2 separate regions of the Rattus norvegicus genome follow, and region 2 is linked to region 1. A link is a contact called in public Hi-C data. All regions are on one chromosome and are shown on one strand. The core of a region is the stretch at or near the end of the contact, and the rest is flanking DNA. Distances in the headings are between cores, read along the strand shown. Region 1 holds the start of Abcf2 (ATP binding cassette subfamily F member 2). Region 2 holds the start of Cdk5 (cyclin-dependent kinase 5).

What was found. A called contact is a pair of places that touch in the nucleus more often than the background predicts.
Region 2: a contact with region 1 is called in a Hi-C map of liver, with 3 times the contacts expected there. The contact joins the promoter of Cdk5 here to the promoter of Abcf2 in region 1. A contact is called at or near these places in 3 of 12 Hi-C or Micro-C datasets (frontal cortex and liver).

What each region holds. Positions count from the first base shown.
Region 1 is chr4:11,485,879-11,488,578 of GRCr8, forward strand. Abcf2 (ATP binding cassette subfamily F member 2) reads left to right here and starts at 1,444. Exons shown (of 15, transcript NM_001398837.1): 1 at 1,444-1,527; 2 at 2,147-2,352. The coding sequence starts at 2,187.
Region 2 is chr4:11,645,835-11,648,534 of GRCr8, forward strand. It overlaps Cdk5 (cyclin-dependent kinase 5), which reads left to right and starts at 1,290. Exons shown (of 12, transcript NM_080885.2): 1 at 1,290-1,420; 2 at 1,984-2,072; 3 at 2,148-2,215; 4 at 2,319-2,379; 5 at 2,480-2,536. The coding sequence starts at 1,384. It also overlaps a transcript of Slc4a2 not described here.

The sequences.
Region 1 (2,700 bases), core at 194-2,693:
TTAGAGTAAAAAGAGGACATCCTCAAAGGCAGGGGTGGACAATGAACCAAGAAAAAGTTTCTCATTGGGTAGGAGTGGACAATGGCTGGATGGGTTTATACTTCTCAGTTTCTGGAACAGACAGCTTCCTTAGCAGCAGCATTTCCTGTCCAAGAGATTGACAGGCCCATTTGGATTTCTTTTTTTTTTTTTAAGTGTGTGTGTACACAAAGCCTCCCTTCATCCTCCCTTTTCTTTTCATTTATTTAATATATGAGTACACTGCAGCTGCCTTCAGACTACCAGAGGAGGGCATCAGATTCCATTACAGATTACAGACTGTTGTGAGCCACCATGTGGTTGCTGGGAACTCAGGACCTCTCGAAGAGAAGTCAGTGCTCTTAACCTCTGAGCCATCTCTCCAGTCCCTTTTCTTCTTTCTTAAAATGAGTGTGCTACCAAAGACACACTGCCTTCAAGAGGCAGTCTCTGAAGCTGCTTGTGATGTCCATCCTCAATGATCTTCACGCCTAATTTCTATTTAGCTTGAGAACATGGCGACCTTAGAGGGAAAGGAGCTCACTTACTGAGAGTGCACTCAGGGGCACTAAGTTTGCTTCCTACAGTGTCATCAATAATAAGGCACCAGTGCACAGGACCCTGGACAGGTAACAAGGGTCGTAAAGAGTTGCCTTGATTTTGAGGCTACAGATCTAGTTAATAATGGACCTAACACTAAGTCTGTTATAGATTTTTGACTTGTCTCAAAGGAAATGAAACAAGTCATAGCTAAGTGTCCATAGAGCTAAATTCAAAAAAAGGGTCCTTTTACTTTAGATTTTTTTCCATCACACTCGAATGGCTCTGTTGGAACCCAGAAACTCTTGTCTAAGATACTAAGGTTCAGAACGTCTGGCAATTTCAAAAAGTTTGGTTAGCGATAGACTAGGCTCTGCAATTTTGGTTCCATGAAACTAGGACACCTTTCTCGAACACAGAGCTCCGTTGCTTGGTCTGCAAAGGGTTACCTAACTTTCAGAGCCACCTTTGGCTAGCAGCACCTCATTCTTCTTTTCCCTCCTCCTTCTCTCCCATTGTTTGGACCGGAATTCTTACACCGCAGGATGGGAAGCTTAGTCGTACTCTCTGCTGGTTAAACCAGTATAGCAGCCTGGTTAATTTATCGGCTAGGGGTGGGGTACCGTCTGGACGACCAGCCCACCTCTCCAAAGAGCAATCTGGGATTTGCAGTTTTCAGCTCTTCAAACCCGCTTGGTAGGACGGGACTCTTGGACTCTAATCCTCCCCCAACCCGAATCCTCGCGCGTTCTGATGACGTCACGAGAACTGCGCAACACCTGGGATTCGTGGTAGTTCTGGAAGAGAGTCCCGCCCTAAGTTCTTACGATTCGAGAACTACATTTTCCAGAAACCCTCGCGGCAGCGCGCCAAGGGCCGCCCGGGGCTGTGATTGGCTGGGGAGCCGGCCGCACGCGGAGGAGCTCAAGGAGCAGCTCTGTTGCGACAGAGGCCGAGCGGCGAGGCCCCGTGAGTTGAGGGGGAAGGGGCGCCGGAGGGGAGGAGAGTGCGGACCCGTGAGCAGGAAGCGGGAGGAGAAGCAGAAGGGAGCTCTGGGTCGGGATGAAAAGGACCGAAAGGGAAAAGAACTGGCCCAGGCCGAGACGCCGGCGAACGGGGTGTGGGGGAGGTTAGGGGCAGCGAGCGCGGAGACCCTTAGGGACCCGCCGGGGAGGACTCGTGGTTCCCAGAGAGAAACCACGCCGCAGTCGGTAGGGTGGAGGAGAGGGGCGGAAGGGAGGTCCGGGACGAACTCCTGGCGAAGAACCGAAAAGGAGGCGGCTGGCAGAGGTGCGCGAGCGCCAAGTTCGGAAACTGGAGACGAGGGGCAGAGCGGTCCCTCTCTAAAGGCCCTGGGGGAAGAGCGCATCCAAGTGAAGCCGGCGGCGGCGATTGGCGCGCGAGCCCCAAGGGAGGAGATGAGGCTGGAGGAGCGGTCGAGAGAGTGTGAGAACCCTGAGAAAGTTGGCGGGGACAAGAGTTGGGCACTCGAGGCTTAATAGGAAAATTCCAAGGAGGGATGGGATCCGGCTCAGACATTCTTACCGGCAAGTTTAGAATTTTGGAGTATCTGTTTGCTTTTCTTCAGACTCCTGAAAGAACAGTAACTACCCCTGTGGCTCATCATCATGCCTTCCGACCTGGCTAAGAAGAAGGCAGCCAAAAAGAAGGAAGCCGCCAAAGCTCGACAGCGGCCCAGGAAGGGACATGAAGAAAATGGAGATGCTGTCACAGAACCTCAGGTGGCAGAGGAGAAAAATGAGACCAATGGCAGAGAGACCACAGGTGATGGAGGTGGGTTGGGTGAATTTCCTGAGCTGGTTGTCTCAGCCAAAATCAGAATCTGGATGCAGATGCATAGGCCTTTAATCCCAGCGCTCAGGAGGCTAAGGTGAAAAGATGGAGGGTTTGAGGCCAGGCTGGGCAGCTGCTGCTGCTTCTTTTTTAAAAAGACAAAGTAAAGCACCCACAGACACATGTCTTTATATGCCATGAAACATTACTAGCACCCACACCCACGGAGTTAAAACTTGTTACTGATCAAGGAAACTGAACTCAAGTGGCAAACAGATTGGAGTTTTTGATCTACCTTGGTGCTGCAGTAGACAATAAAAGAAGGCAACTTCTACTATTTCCTGTTTC
Region 2 (2,700 bases), core at 40-2,539, 160 kb after region 1:
ACGCTGGAGTTGGGTGGCCGTGACCCTGAACAGATGGAAAACAAGACAACTTGTTGAAGATTCCTCACTTTCCCTAGAACTACCTCCGGGCCGAATGGAATCCTATTCACAGCCGACACCTTTATTTTAAAGCCCTTTGCGTGTCATCTTGTTTTCTCAACTAAATTATCAATTATTTCAGATAAAGAATTCACTTTATGCGTCTTCAGTCTGCCACGTGGGCAAATCACAATATTGTTTATGCAATAGCACTCAGATTTAAGTGAGTTAATTAACAAAAGGTTAGCGCCTACTCTGGTTCCGGCGCTGAGGAATGCTGTTTGGGGCCATTTTCGCCCGGTTCACAGCCCTCAAGAATGCAATCATGAGACAATTAGAGAGTAGTGCAAGAAAAATCTATAATCAACTCCTTTATAGGGTGAGGTAAAGGCTGCTTGCTGCAAGTGTAGCATCTGTCTGTGGTCTTGTCTGTTGAGGGAAGTAACTGACCTGCCAGTCTTCGTGGGCCACACCCTGGCTGACTCCAGTGGGCCTGCTCTGAATACTGGGATCTGGGGGACACCCAGGCTCCAGTCAGCTGGCCTCGGCATGTCAAAGTGGAGCCGCTGGAGTCCGGTGGGTTTCGAGACGATAAAATGGGCCCAGCAGAAAGAGGGGACTTTGGCGTGTGTCCTTCCACTCAAATCCAGACTCTAACGGGGCACACCTGTCTCGCTGCCCAGCCCTGTGGTCAGCTGGTCCCTGTGAGGTCATCAGCAGTAAGACATCGCTCAGAATCATTCCCCAATCAGTCCTGGGGTCACCAGGTGGCCTAGGGAGAGGTGAAAACTAGTGCTGAAGCTGTGTCAGGAGGTCGCTGGTGACTCAAAACACCCAACCAGGTCAGAGCCGGGCCAACAGCGCTCGGGATCTAGGCCGTCAAACGCAAACTTCAAGCAGAGAGCACCCCACCCCCACCCTCACTGTATTCTGGAACGCGTAGTCCGGGAGCGGCCCTTTTCTGGAAGGCTGTGAGCACAGAAAAGGAATAATAACAAGAGCGGGGCACACTGGGAGCCTCCGCGCCTTGGCGGAGACGCCCGAAAAGCGGACACGCGATGCTTCCTGGGAGTTGAAGTTTAAGGTTTGCCTCCGCGATGGAAACGAGTCCCTGGAGTTGAGCGCTGCAGAGAGCCCGAGCGCAGCCTGTTGGGCCTTGTAGTCCGCGTGCCTTCCGCCACAGGCAATCTTGGGAAACATGGCCGCCCCGGGACTACAAGTCCCAGATGCCAGTGCGTGGTGAGCGAGTGGGCGGGGCTGGAGCTTTGGGTACCACCTCCTCTGCAACGCCGGGGCCGGGAGTCTTAGAACCGAGGGCCCGCAGGGGTCCCCGTGGCCGCTGCGATGCAGAAATACGAGAAACTGGAGAAGATTGGGGAAGGTAATGGAACCACGAGATGTTCCTGCAAGGTCTTTTTCTGAAGACCCTACTTGCAGTCCCAGCTCCCTTACCGTCAGCTATGCCTGCAGGCTCCGACCTCAGCACTGGCCAAAAGCCCTGGCCGCTGAGCCCAACACCCAGTGCAGAAACCAACCCTTCACCCTGTGTTAGCATCTGCGGCAAACTCTTGCTCTTAGCCTTAGCAGTCTCTGTGGACCAGCCTTCCTAACCGCGGCACTTCCTGCATTTCTCATCCCTAGCCTCAGCATCACTTGCAAACCTCACCTGGAATCCCTGCTTCAATTCATTGCAGAACCTCCAACCTTAACATTCTTGCAGGCCATCATTCCTCTCCTAGGTGACTCCTTGCTACTTCCCGACCCTACCCCCCACCCTGGAGCTTATGACAGATTCTCCCTGCAGCTGAAGCCTTGCGCTCTTTTAGGCACCTTCCCCTTGACATCCTCGCTCATAAAACTACTCTGGCCTTTGCCCTGGAAACCTACCCTTACACACTAAGATATTGAGAAGGATCCGCTTCCTCATCCCCGACCTTCCCCTAGGCACCTACGGAACTGTGTTCAAGGCCAAAAACCGGGAAACCCATGAGATTGTGGCTCTGAAGCGAGTCAGGCTGGACGATGACGATGAGGTAGGCCTAGGGCATGGGAGGGGTCTAAAGCCTATCTTGGGCTGTGTGTGACTACTACCCCCTTGCATGTTGTAGGGTGTGCCAAGTTCAGCCCTCCGGGAGATCTGTCTACTCAAAGAACTGAAGCACAAAAACATTGTCAGGTAAGGTCTGTTGGAGAAGGTTGAACCTCCTCATTAGACTGGGCTGGTATTGGGATGTTAGAGGCCAACTTGGGGATCTGGTTAAGCCTTTCATTTTCCGTAGGCTTCATGATGTCCTGCATAGTGACAAGAAGCTCACATTGGTGTTTGAGTTCTGTGATCAGGTGAAAGAGGGGCTTGGGGGGATATTAATCCTGGGAGGGTGTAGGAGTCCAAACTAAGGTTGAGCTCTGCCCTTTTCTCCTCATTACCACCTCTATTTAGGACCTGAAGAAATATTTTGACAGCTGCAATGGTGACCTGGACCCTGAGATTGTGAAGGTGAGGGGAAGGATGTCAAGGGATTCGTGGTGCCTGGGTGTGTTTATATAAAGTTATCAGCACTCTTGAGTGTCAGGTTGGGGGCTAGGGTCCCAGACGAACCCTGTTCCTGCTCACTAAGGACTACCTGTCTTGGTGAACGTTTTTAATGTGGTCACCTTTGA